Linked DNA regions of Macaca mulatta: region 2 is linked to region 1. The links are chromatin contacts, called in public Hi-C maps. All regions are on one chromosome and are shown on one strand. The core of a region is the stretch at or near the end of the contact, and the rest is flanking DNA. Distances in the headings are between cores, read along the strand shown.

Evidence for each region. Hi-C and Micro-C count contacts between places; a contact is called where the count stands out from the background.
Region 2: a Hi-C map of liver shows a contact between it and region 1, with 4 times the contacts expected there. The contact joins the promoter of MTAP here to the promoter of DMRTA1 in region 1. A contact is called at or near these places in 3 of 14 Hi-C or Micro-C datasets (blood, fetal cortex germinal zone and liver).

What each region holds. Positions count from the first base shown.
Region 1 is chr15:76,784,452-76,790,371 of T2T-MMU8v2.0, reverse strand. It overlaps DMRTA1 (DMRT like family A1), which reads left to right and starts at 3,333. Exons shown (of 2, transcript XM_001106627.5): 1 at 3,333-5,607. The coding sequence starts at 4,776.
Region 2 is chr15:77,384,807-77,390,746 of T2T-MMU8v2.0, reverse strand. MTAP (methylthioadenosine phosphorylase) reads left to right here and starts at 1,524. Exons shown (of 8, transcript NM_001261737.1): 1 at 1,524-1,591. The coding sequence starts at 1,559. It overlaps LOC106993734 (a long non-coding RNA gene), which reads right to left and starts at 1,439. Exons shown (of 4, transcript XR_003723249.2): 1 at 1-1,439.

The sequences.
Region 1 (5,920 bases), core at 2,084-4,583:
TTTCCACTTTTGTCTAGAACGAGCTGTATATTTACGTGTGGTTCTCTTTCTAAATTCTTTCTTCTACCACAATGGTTGATTTTTCTATCCTTACATCAATATTCCATTGTTTCAATTACTATAACTTTGTAATAATTATTGAAAAAAAGTTAATGTTAACCTTACAATTTTATTCTTTTTCAGAGATATTTTGGCCATTATAGGTCTTTGCATTTCCATATGAATTTTATAATGAGTTTGACAGTGTATATTTAAAGAATTGAAATTTTGATTGGGATTGCATCAATTTATAGATCAATTTAGGTAAGATTATCATTTAAAAAATGTTGAGTCTTCTGATCCATGAACATGGTATATGTCTCCATCTGTTTAGATCTTTAATTTCTGTCAGTAAAGTTTTTAGTTTTCAGTGTTTCATACTTTTTATCAGATGTATCCCTAAGCATTTTGTATTTTGAATGCCACTGTGAATAGGTTTGTTTACTAGATTCAGTTCTTGATTGTCTGATTTTTATTTCAGTTTATAGAAATGTAGCTGATTTTTTATACTGACCTTATATCTTGCAGTCTTACAAAAATTACTTCTTAGTTCTAGCAGGCTTTTTTTTTCTGTTTTCATAGGATTTTATAAATAGATGTCACCTGCAAATGAAGAGCTTTACACCATTCTTTCCAATTTGAATGTCTAATTTCTCTTGCCTGATTGCATTAGACAGAATTTCTAGTATATTGTTGAATTGAAGTGGTCAGAGTGAACATCTTTGTATTGTTTCTGATCTTAGGAAAAAAGCTTTTAGTCATTCACCGTTAAACGTGCTGTTTGTTCTATTTTTTAAATATATGGGTTAGGTAGGTTGAGGAAGTCCTTTCTATTCTTAGTTTGCTGGGATTTTTTTTTTTTAATCACAAATAGATGAGGGATATTTGTAGCTTTTATAAAAAATGTGATGTTAGTCTTATTTTGTTTTCAGGGTAATGTTAGCGTTAACTAGGAAGAACTAGTAAATATTCCATGATTTAAGAAATGTTTTCCAGGAGGTTGTGTATAATTGGTAGTATTTCTCCCTTAAATATCTGGTAAAATTCACTAGTGCAGACATCTGATTCTTGAGTTTTCTTTCTCAGAATGTTTTAAGCTATGTCAATTTATTGGATAAAGGGCTTCAGGTTATGTATTTCTTCTTGAGCAACTGTGTTTTTTTAATGAATTGGTTTGTTTTATCTAAGTTATTGAATTTAATAGCATAAAGTTGTCTATAATATTTCTCTTTTATTTTCTGTATAATCTGTAGTTCTTTCACCTCTTTTATTCCTTACATTTCTTGATTAGTTTAGAGATCAGTTTTATTGATCTTTTCAAAGAAAAAATTTTTGGCTACATTTTATTTTTAATTATTTCCCTGTGTTCTGTTTCATTACATTCTCTTCAGTTTTTAATTATTTCCCCTTTGCAACTTATTTTGGTTGAATTTAATGCTCGACTTCTAGTTTCCCAAATTGGAAACGGAAGTCCTTGATTTGAGATTTCTTATTACTAATATAGGTGTTTAGTGATGTAAATGACTCCCCAAAGTATAGTTTTAACTGCATCCCACAAATTTGGATATGTTGTATTTTCATTTTTACTCAGTTTAAATATTATTTTCCTTTATACTTATCCTTTCAATATGGGTTATTTTAAAATGTGTTATTAATTTCCACACATTTTAGGACTTTTCTTGATTTATTTCTTTAATTGATTTCTGATTCAATTTCATTGTGGTCAAAAAGCATACTTTGTACAACTTGAATCCTTTTATTCAGCCTTGCTTTTATAGTCCAGAATATGTTTGACTGGTAAATGTTCCATATGCACTTCAAAAAGACAAGCATTCTGTAGTTGTTGAGTGCTGTATATATCTCATTGGGTCTATCTGTTGACAGTGTGGTTCAAATTGTATATATCTTTACTGATTTTCTGCCTATACTATCAATTATTGAAAGAAGATGTTGAAATCTGACTATAATTGTGGATATATCTATTTCTTTTTACAGTTGTTTTTGCTTCTTGTATTTTGAGGCACTGTTATTAGGTGCATAAATATTTAGAATTATGGTATTTTCATGAAGTAAATATTATTCCTAGTAATATTGTTTACTCTGAAATCTATTTTGTCTTATAGTAATAGAGAGCTACTTCAGAATTAGAGTAAAACAGCTTTTTTTCATTTCATTTCAGATTTTCCATTGCTAGTATATTAGAAACACAATTATCTTGTATTAGACATGTCTGTATTAAAGTCATAAATTATTAAAGTTTAAATAATCTTAGAAATTATTTAACCCAACTGTTTCATTTTGCAGTTGAGTGACCGAGATAAAAAAGATAGAGTTACTTTTCAACACCACAAATCTGGTCATTGGAAGTGCCCTTACTTTCTGTCAGATACACCACTTATTTGAACCCATCTCTCTTGATTTCCTGGCCAATAACTTTTCTCCTCAAAGCACTGTCACCTCTTAGGCCAATCACACAAAGTCCAAGATGGGATACTTACTATGAAAATGGTTACATTTTTAATACTAATCTAATTTTGGTTCACCAACAATTTTGGATACCTTTCTTCTATATTTGCCCAATATATATATAACAAGTCTGTGGTTTTTGAGTTCACTTAAGGCAAGGAAGTTCTTCTAAAATATAATAAAATTCTTATTTAGCATTTGAAATATCATTCCTAAATATTAATATTTATTTTAAAACCCTTCCATTAAAAAAAGTAATATATGTCAAGAACCTAGGTGTTAGGAACAGTAAAATATATATCTCATTATATGCATTATGATTTAGGTATGTTATCTTGTTTAATCCTCAAGTAACCATACGATTATTCTCATTTTACAAATGAGAAAATTGAGGATCAGAGTTAGATAAAGTAACTTACTAGAAGTGGAGCCAGAATTTGAGAGCAATGCTTTTTGACTCCAAAACCACCAAGACAATGTTTTCCAGACCTTAATTTCTTTTGCCATGTATGAATTATCTGCATAATTCTTCATTTAAATTGACAAATATTTAACTTAAGTACATTTATATAAAGACAATATTTACTTTCTTGGATGAAAACCAATATATATAATTATAAGATAACTTTAAAAGTCAAATAAAAACAGAAAAATATCGCTAAATTCTAGGTAAACATTTTACTTGCTGCTCTTTGTTATTATTGAAAAATACAATTAAAAGGTATTTTAAAAATTTAAAAGGCATACTTGCATTAAGCTGACCATTCCCATTATGTAACCAGAAGCTCCTAAAAAGAATAGAAAAGAAAACTGCTTTCTCATTAGGTAATTCATTGTATTTTAATGATCCATGTAGAACTAAAAATTCATCTCCTCTAGAATGGATGTGAGTACACAGTTAAGGCATCAGTACATTTTAGGCAGGAGTAACTTGAGCAAAGATAAAGAGTTGTGAGAAAGTTTGGGTATCATAGAACACCCAGAGTTCATGAATTCCTTGAGTGGTAGTTCTAAACACTGTATGTAATTGTCACCTTCAGAGTTTAAGACACAGACGAAAAGACTCAGAATACATTATGTAGATTGGAGTGTCCATCTCTTTTAAAGGTTCCCTAGGTAGTTCCAGTTCTTAGGAGGGGTGGAAAACCTCTACGATAGGATGTTTGAATGAGAGGATGGTAGTGGTGGTGATGGCGTTGAGTAGGTTGGTAGGAGAAAGGCCAGGTAGATCAGCAATATCTGCTCTGAATGTGAACAGATGGAATGGTAAAAATATCATTATTACTTGCTATCTTAGGGATAGAAAATGAATAACCTATCCAAGGCGGTTGGATCTTGAAGAGCTGGCAGAGTGCTGACGCTACCTTCCATTAAGAATAAACATTCATGAATTTTCTCAGAGGCTCTTTTGATTTAAACTCCTTCTGATCTTTTCTTATAATTAAAGGCATTAAATTCATATGTGAAGAATTTATGACAGCATATTTAAATAATGATCTAAATGACTTTCTCCAAAACTTTACAATAGACATAAGTATTTTTGAAACAGCTTTAACACAATTACTGCCTATAAATAGGCGCAGAGAGGAGTTTTATAACTTTTTTAAAGCAGCAGCATTTTAAAATATAATACACAGAATCCAAATTTGCATGCGTAAATAAATAGAATACATGAAAAAAATCTGAATGTGAATCAATTCCCTTAATTATCCATTGTTTTGATGCTGTCTTAAGACCCATTTAAAACAAGCATCTTTCTGGTGGATAACAAATTCGTAGTCTATCAAGCTGGGCTCCCACTAACACTGGCCAAGCTGCCGCAGACATGAAGATTTCATCTGGGAACACGAAAGGAGAACTCAAAATCCAAATCTTCATACTTTCTTAGGAGAAGCGTGGAAGCGGGAAAAGGAGAAATTCAAACTCTGCTTAATTTTAAAAGGGCAGTAAAAGGGGAGGCTGCAAAGGCTAGTTTACAAAAATAGACGTCGAGAACTCCTGGGGAAGCAAGTGGGAGAAACGGGCTTTTTTGGGGGGAGGAGACATTTGCAGCCCATCGGACGGAGTCCCCGCCGCCCTCCTCCCAGAAGGTCCCCACTCCCTGTCCCGGGCCCTCCCCTGGCTTCTGCGCTTGGCCGGGAGCCTGGGTGGGCGGGGTAGCCTCTCCAACCTCTCCTTCTTGGCTGGAGGCACAGGGGCATTAACTTAGCGCCCCGGGACTCTGCCAGGCTCACGGGACAGCTGCACCTCTCAGCTTCTCCAGCTCTGGGATGCGGTCGTCCCAACTCCCTCCGAGTGGAAAGAGTGCAAAACTTTTGTTCGTGCGCGGGTGGGGCTCAGTAGTACCACGGCGCGTCCTGCCCCGGCTTCCCCAGCCTCCCAGCAGGGTTAGCTGCGGTCAGAGCACTTTCCACTTGCGACGGCCAGCCAGAAACTTCTCGGGAATGGAGCAGTCACACTGTGGCAGCAGAGACCGAGGCGGTAGCGGCCGACCCCACCTGGCCCCTGGGCTGGTGGTGGCGGCTGCCCCTCCGCCCCCATCCCCGGCGTTGCCGGTACCATCGGGGATGCAGGTTCCCCCAGCGTTCCTGCGGCCGCCTAGCCTCTTTCTGCGAGCTGCCACCGCCGCCGCTGCCACCTCAGGAAGCGGAGGCTGCCCGCCGCCTCCCGGGCTGGAGAGGGGGGTGGGCGCGGTGGGCTGCGGCTACCCGCGGACACCCAAGTGCGCCCGCTGTCGCAACCATGGCGTGGTGTCAGCGCTCAAGGGCCACAAGCGTTTCTGTCGCTGGCGGGACTGCGCGTGTGCCAAGTGCACCCTGATCGCCGAGCGACAGCGCGTCATGGCCGCCCAGGTGGCGCTGCGCAGGCAGCAGGCGCAGGAGGAGAGCGAAGCCCGGGGGCTACAGAGGCTCCTGTGCTCTGGGCTCTCCGGGCCCCCCGGGGGTCGGGCACCCGGGGGCAGCGGCAGAGCCGAGAATCCACAGTCTGCGGGCGGCCCTGCGGCGGGGGCTGCGCTGGGACAGGGTGCCTTGAGACAGGCCAGTGGTTCCGCGACCCCCGCTTTCGAGGTTTTCCAGCAAGATTATCCTGAGGAAAAACAAGGTGAGTTGGTCTTTCATTTGCTCTTTGCTCAAGGAAATGGTTGTTCTGGAAAGAAACTCTGAAACCCGCCGTGTCCTTAGGCGGGCAGGAATAGTTGTTTAAAAGAAGCACTTTAAGTTCTAGGGAACTGCTCAGCAATATGGACATTAATAAGTGGGAGAGACACATCGCCTTCACTTTGGAGGAGTTTACTGTTGGTTCCCTCAGGTGATAAGATAATGAAAAAGTGAAGCATGGATGGTAACAAATGAGCAAATTCACCCTAGGAGTAGGGTTATTTATGCGGAAGTTGATTTGACTTTTCACTGTGTGG
Region 2 (5,940 bases), core at 275-2,774, 600 kb before region 1:
CATAAAGTCCAGGGCATCCTTGTGTCCTCAATGGTTCACTTCTGAGTGGTGGGCTTCCTGCCCCTCAATAGAGCAATCAGCAGAAAGGCCCCTAGAAAGCTACATTGTCTTCATCCACGAAGGACTCCCTGTCTCCTGTTTCTCAAAGGAGCATCCGAATTCTACTTTCATTCCTCTTTTACCATTGCATTTTATAACTTAAAAGAAATAGATTATTGTAACAGAATAAAGAAAACTTTACATTGTGAGAAAATTTAGACCTAAAGCATATAGTAATAAGAGGACGAAAGTCTATACTGTTTAAGTAAACAGGTTCTATGAGGCTAACATCACACAGTGGTATTTTGAATTAAATTGTACTTGTGTTTCGTTTCCGTGTTTTGCTACTGTAAGAGGAAAGCATCCCCTTTCTCGGCCTGCCTCCCACCTCCAGGCTAATTTGCAGCATTTCTACATCTCAGAGTCCACCCTGAAGATCCTTGTCAACCATTGTTTTGTTGCAGAACGCTTAATCCATCAAGGAAGGTTAAATTGGATTATCCCAGTAGGGAAGGGATGGGGGCTTTGAGCATGAGGGATTCTCCCTGTAAAGGGCTGGTGGTGGTGGGGTGTGTGTGTGTGTGTGTGTGTGTGTGTGTGTCCTGCTAGTGTTGAATGATGGAGACCTTAGTCTGGATTCTGAATCCAGGTGTACTGGATAGCGCTCCGGCGTAGAAAGGGTTAAAGATGCCCCCAGTCGGGTAGAGCAGACTGGGAGTTGCGCACGGTCTCAAACGCCTTAAAGCCGCTCCTCACATTGAAGATAAGTAAATCATAGTTCGTAAATCAGAAAGATTATCCAGTAGTACGTTACTCTGTTTATTTCCCTTTCGTCATCCCTGAGTCTTGGGTCAAGTCCATCCCAGCTGTGTCCTCCAGGAATCAAGGCAAATACGCAAACCCCCCGTGGGTTCGCAGCCGTAGGAAGTGCAAACCACGCCCCCGCCACGGCAGCCGCCCCGCGTTAACTGCCTGAGAGAATCTCTGGCCGGCCAGTTCCGTCCTTGGTGAGGATTTTCCCTTGCGCGAGAACTTGTGGAACGCCGCCGGGCCAGAATGCTGAGGCCTCTGACGCCACGAATATCGGGCCAAGCAGGGAGTGCTGCTGTTCCTTACAGGGTTTTTGTGAATGTTAAGTAAGCCAATTAAAGTCCAAAACACGCAGTCTGGAACAATACAGCGCTCGATAAATTGTCTCCATTATTATCATTATCCGTTAGTTACAACTGGGGATTTAAAAAAAAAAAAAAAAAACCCGACAAAAACCCGGAGAACCGGAAAGGTCTGCAAAAGGGGCGGAACGCGGGAACTTCGATTTGGGGAAGGGGTGGCGGGGGAGATCCCACACAAGCAGCCAATCCAGCTGTCCCGGGGAGGAAGAGGAGGAGTCAAGGCCCGCCCCGGGTCTCCGCACTGCTCAGTCCCGCTCTGTGGGGTTGGCACGGTTGCAGCTCTTCGGTCCCTTTGGTTCTCTTAGTCCCGAGCGCTCGCCCACTGCAGCTTCCTTTCCCGTGCAGATATGGCCTCTGGCACCACCACCACCGCCGTGAAGGTGAGATGAGCCCTCCCAGCCGCAGCGGTTCGCCCTGCCGAGTGCCTTCTCGCCCCCGCCCCGGCGTACCGCGCCTCCCGGGGCCATACGCCCGGCCCGCGCGCCCCTGCCGCGGCGGGGAGGGACCGGGGCTGGGCACTCGGGACTCACTTGCCGCTCGAGGAGAGGGTACGCTTGCGAATGATCCCCTCCCCGATACACACACACATACACACACACACACACACACACACACCACCTTTTGGCTCATCTGCACCCGCTGCCCGTAGGGCGTAGGCACCCCTTTAGAGAGAGGTGTCGTGGATGGGAGAGGCTGCGCCCAGGCCGCCACCATTCCTGAGCACCACTGTTCTCCCGAGAAAGACACCCGGCTAGAGCCAGCAGGTGTCCGGGCGCCTGCAGCTTCTGTGACCATCTCCTAGTGCCTTGCGGGACTCCAGCTTCCGCTCTCTGACTCTGCTTGCTGCCTGTGGCCCACGTGGGAGAACTGCTTACTTGCTCTTTTGCATGCTTCCGGCTTCTTCCTCCGAACGTAGGCCTCCGTGCTGAAGTTTTCCCCAGCAGCGCAATGCTGTAGGGGTTCTGAGACTTTCTTCGAAAAGTACAGGCGTCCCTTTTTAGGGCTGCACCGTTTGGAGGCGTCTGGCTTCAAACTGCTTTGTTTTGCAGCCTTGCAAGTTAGAGTTCAATTTCCTTGTGCCCTAGGCCCTGAGAGGTCTCGATACAAGGAATCATTGTGCGGTGGGAAGCTTTGTGCTGGAGAGGGCACAAGTTCTGAGAGTAGCAGCTGGCTTCCCTGGGGTTTTAAATACTTCTCTCCTGGTTAGTATTCCGAGAGAGAATTACAGCACATAAAGAAAAATTGATGCTAAAACTTAAGACCTCTTCTAGGGAGTTTATTACTGGCTAAGAACGCAGTTAACTTGTTTGATTTTTAGAAATGTTTGACCTATGGGATAGGAAGGTCTGCGATCTTCTCCAGAGCATCTCGATACCCTACACTCGACTGCAGTTTTCCCGGGAGAAGGCGAATCTCTGCGGTCACTGTGTAATCAGCCAGATTAGTTTATTAAGCCCTTGCAGGTTTAAATGAGCCACTTAGAATGAGAGGAATGGTGAAGGGTGTTGCATCCAGACTTACATATGAAACTTATTTTGTCATTTTGAGAAGAATCTTGCATCCAGCAACTATTTATAAAAGGCCTCGCCCCTGCCTTCATGGTTTGGTGGAAACAAGGCAGAAATGGTTTTCATGAAACTCTTGTGAAGTATGTGACTACTCTTGGGTGCTCATCTATAAACTGAGAATTTTACTGCCGAATTTGCTGGGAGAGCTAGAATTAAATTGTCTATGTTGCACATGGTTGAAGCTTATTAAGTGGTAGTGCTTATAAGTGGGGGAACTGAGATTAATTTTGAATGACCTTTTCCCCAACAATTATTAAGTTATTGTGTTAGGTATCATTAGGCCACAACATTTCACCTTACCCTTGCAGGAATACACTTCGAATGCCATTAAAAATAGAGAGATGGTGTTTGAAACAGTCTTACTTCAATCTGATTAGCATTCTCCCTGCCACACGGTTTCCCTTCAAATTAATGCAGTGCATTTAAGTGCAGAATGGGCAGTGTGATTCTCAGAGACCTGATGTAAATATTGAATAATGTGTATTTTTGATCTTGGCAAGCTTCTGGATATAAAATTAAGAGATACATATGGTGCCAGGACTGCCTGCTGATTTCTCCTTCAGTTTAGAACAGATGACAGCTTTGCTGTTGAGATTCCATGATGCCAGCACCATATTCCCCAGACTTCTAAGGCAACATTCTGTATAGAAAATGTGAGGTGCCAGTGTCCAGAGCAAAATAGGTTAAAAAAAACTACATCCTATTGCCAAATTATTGAATAATGGGACTGGAAAATGTTCCTTCAAGACCATCCGTATAACCACACAAATCCCTTTTGCAGGTGTAAAGTTGAGACGCAGAAAGGTCAGCTAAGGTGTCCAGAATTACACAGCTGGACCTAGATAAGGACACAATTGGGCCTAGAGCCTGGCATTCCACCAACTAGATGTGAGGCATTTCTGAAATCTGAAGTGTGGTCTCTCTGCCCTGTTTTCTTGTGACTTAATGCACAATTAAAATGAGCACTTGATAGAATGTCCATCTTGAAGAGGGAGGCAGAGTGCGAGTAGAAAGCAGGCTGTCTCCAGTGCCCGCTGGACACCACCCAGGTAGAGGTGTAGGAGGCACATGTGTGTCTGAGCCCCATTGGTGTCGCTGGCAGGTCCTTTGAGAGGTGGCTGGATTTAAATACAGTAACACATGTAACACATTCAGTCCAGTTCTAGGTACTCCTTTAATGTCAGCCCAAGTACCTCTCTTTTTAAAATAGAGATATGAACAGGGAAGGGATCTTAAATTCATTCTCAATTTAAGAGGTGCAGTTAACTCATGCAAGTGAAAGATTCCACTGAGTTTTGGATTGGCAGTATAATATTTGGCAAATCTTTCAAATCTAGCCATCTACTGGTGGAATCCTATTCAAAAATATTTATTGAATACCTGCCAGACACTGGGGATGCATCTTTGAGTAAGCAAGGCCTTTATTTTCTTCAAGTTTATATTCTAGTCAGGGCGGAAAACCAACTGACATGAAAGTGAAACAGCAATAAGATTCCGTTGGGTGAGGGGTGTCAGAAAAGACTCCTAGGGAGGTGGGTTTTAAGCTGTGCAGTAGTCTGCCTCCAAAATCTGTATGTTGAAACCTAATCGCCAATGTGATGGTATTAGAAGATGGGGCCTTTGGGCATGATTGGGTCATAAAGGTGGAGCCCTCATGAATGGAATCAGTGCCCTAGAGAGCTGCCTTATTCCCTCCACTAAGTGAGAGGACACCATCTGTGAGCCAAAATGTGGGCCTTCCCCAGACACTGAATCTGCTGTGACCTTAGCCTCCAGACCGTGAGAAATTTCTGCTGTTTATAAGCCATGCAGTCCTAAGATACCTTGTTATAGCAGCCTGAATGGACTTAAACAAGCTGATAGTGAAAATAAGGATAAAGATCCAAGTGAAGACCTGAGGAGAGAGATGGGGGTAGGAGAGCAAAAACCAAGGTGTTGCAGCAGTGAGCTCAGTGTAGTGAGAATGGAAATTACGGATGCACAGTGAGAATTGGGTGGATGCAGCTCATAAGGCCATCCTTATAGACCACAATCAAGAATTTTGATTTTAAATGTTTTGGAAACTGTTGAAGAGCAGCAGGTGGCATTTGATTTACATTTTAAAATGGTTACCCTGGCTGTTGTGTACAGAATAGCCAGTGGGCAGGGGAAGAGCTAAGAGATCAGGCCAGAAGTCTTGGTGTTGGTGCTAAAGTCTAGGGTGGGAGCCATGGAGATGGTGAGGAATAATGAGATTGGGGATAGAATTTGCAGGTAAGATGTGGGGAGTGCGGGAAGAAGAACAGGATGATTTCTGCTTTTGACCTGGAAAAGCAAAAAGATGGGTCATTTCAAAGTGGGCGATAAGGGGCCATGAGTGACTCCTTGGAGCCAAGGAGGGTGAGTGTAGGATTCCTTCCTCCCAGATACTGCTGGTTAGGGGGCCAGAGGCTGAGATGCTGAGGGGCCTCTTTGCTGTAGGAGCAGAGTGGGTGGCAGGTTGAGGGAAGGAGAAAACCACCTGCAGTAAGAGTAATTGAAACAGGCTTTTTTGTGGTTCACTGCAGTGAGAGGTGGTCCAGGCAGGGAGTAAGGCTATTACTTAGGGGGTAGCCATGGAGAGCGGCAGCAGGAGTCAGAGGCTATGGGATTAACACCGCTATTGTCTGAGAGGACCTCAGGGAGACATTGTCCTCCAGCATCAGCCAAGGGCAGGTAGTATTCCTGAGAGGGGGCCAAACTAGTCTTTGGCACCCAAATAGAGGGCATTCTGGAGGGCTCCAGCAGTGTACCATGACTCCCCTGGGCAGCCTCCCAGCTTTCACTCTGGGAGATTAAAAATAAGACTTGGCCAGGCGCAGCGGCTCATGCGTGTAATCCCAACACTTTGGGAGGCCCAGATGGGCAGATCACCTGAGCTCAGAAGTTCAGGACCAGCCTGGGCAACATGATGAAACCCCATCTCTACAAAAAATACAAAAATTAACTCGGCATGATGCTGCACGCCTGTAATCCCAGCTACTCAGGCGGCCAAGGTGGGCGAATCCCTTAAACCCAGAAGGCAGAGGTTGCCGTGAGCAGAGATTGCGCCATTGCACTCCAGCCTGGGCGACAAGAGTAAGATCCTGCCTCAAAATAATAATGATAATAATAGTAATAACAACAACTTGTTAATCATGGTT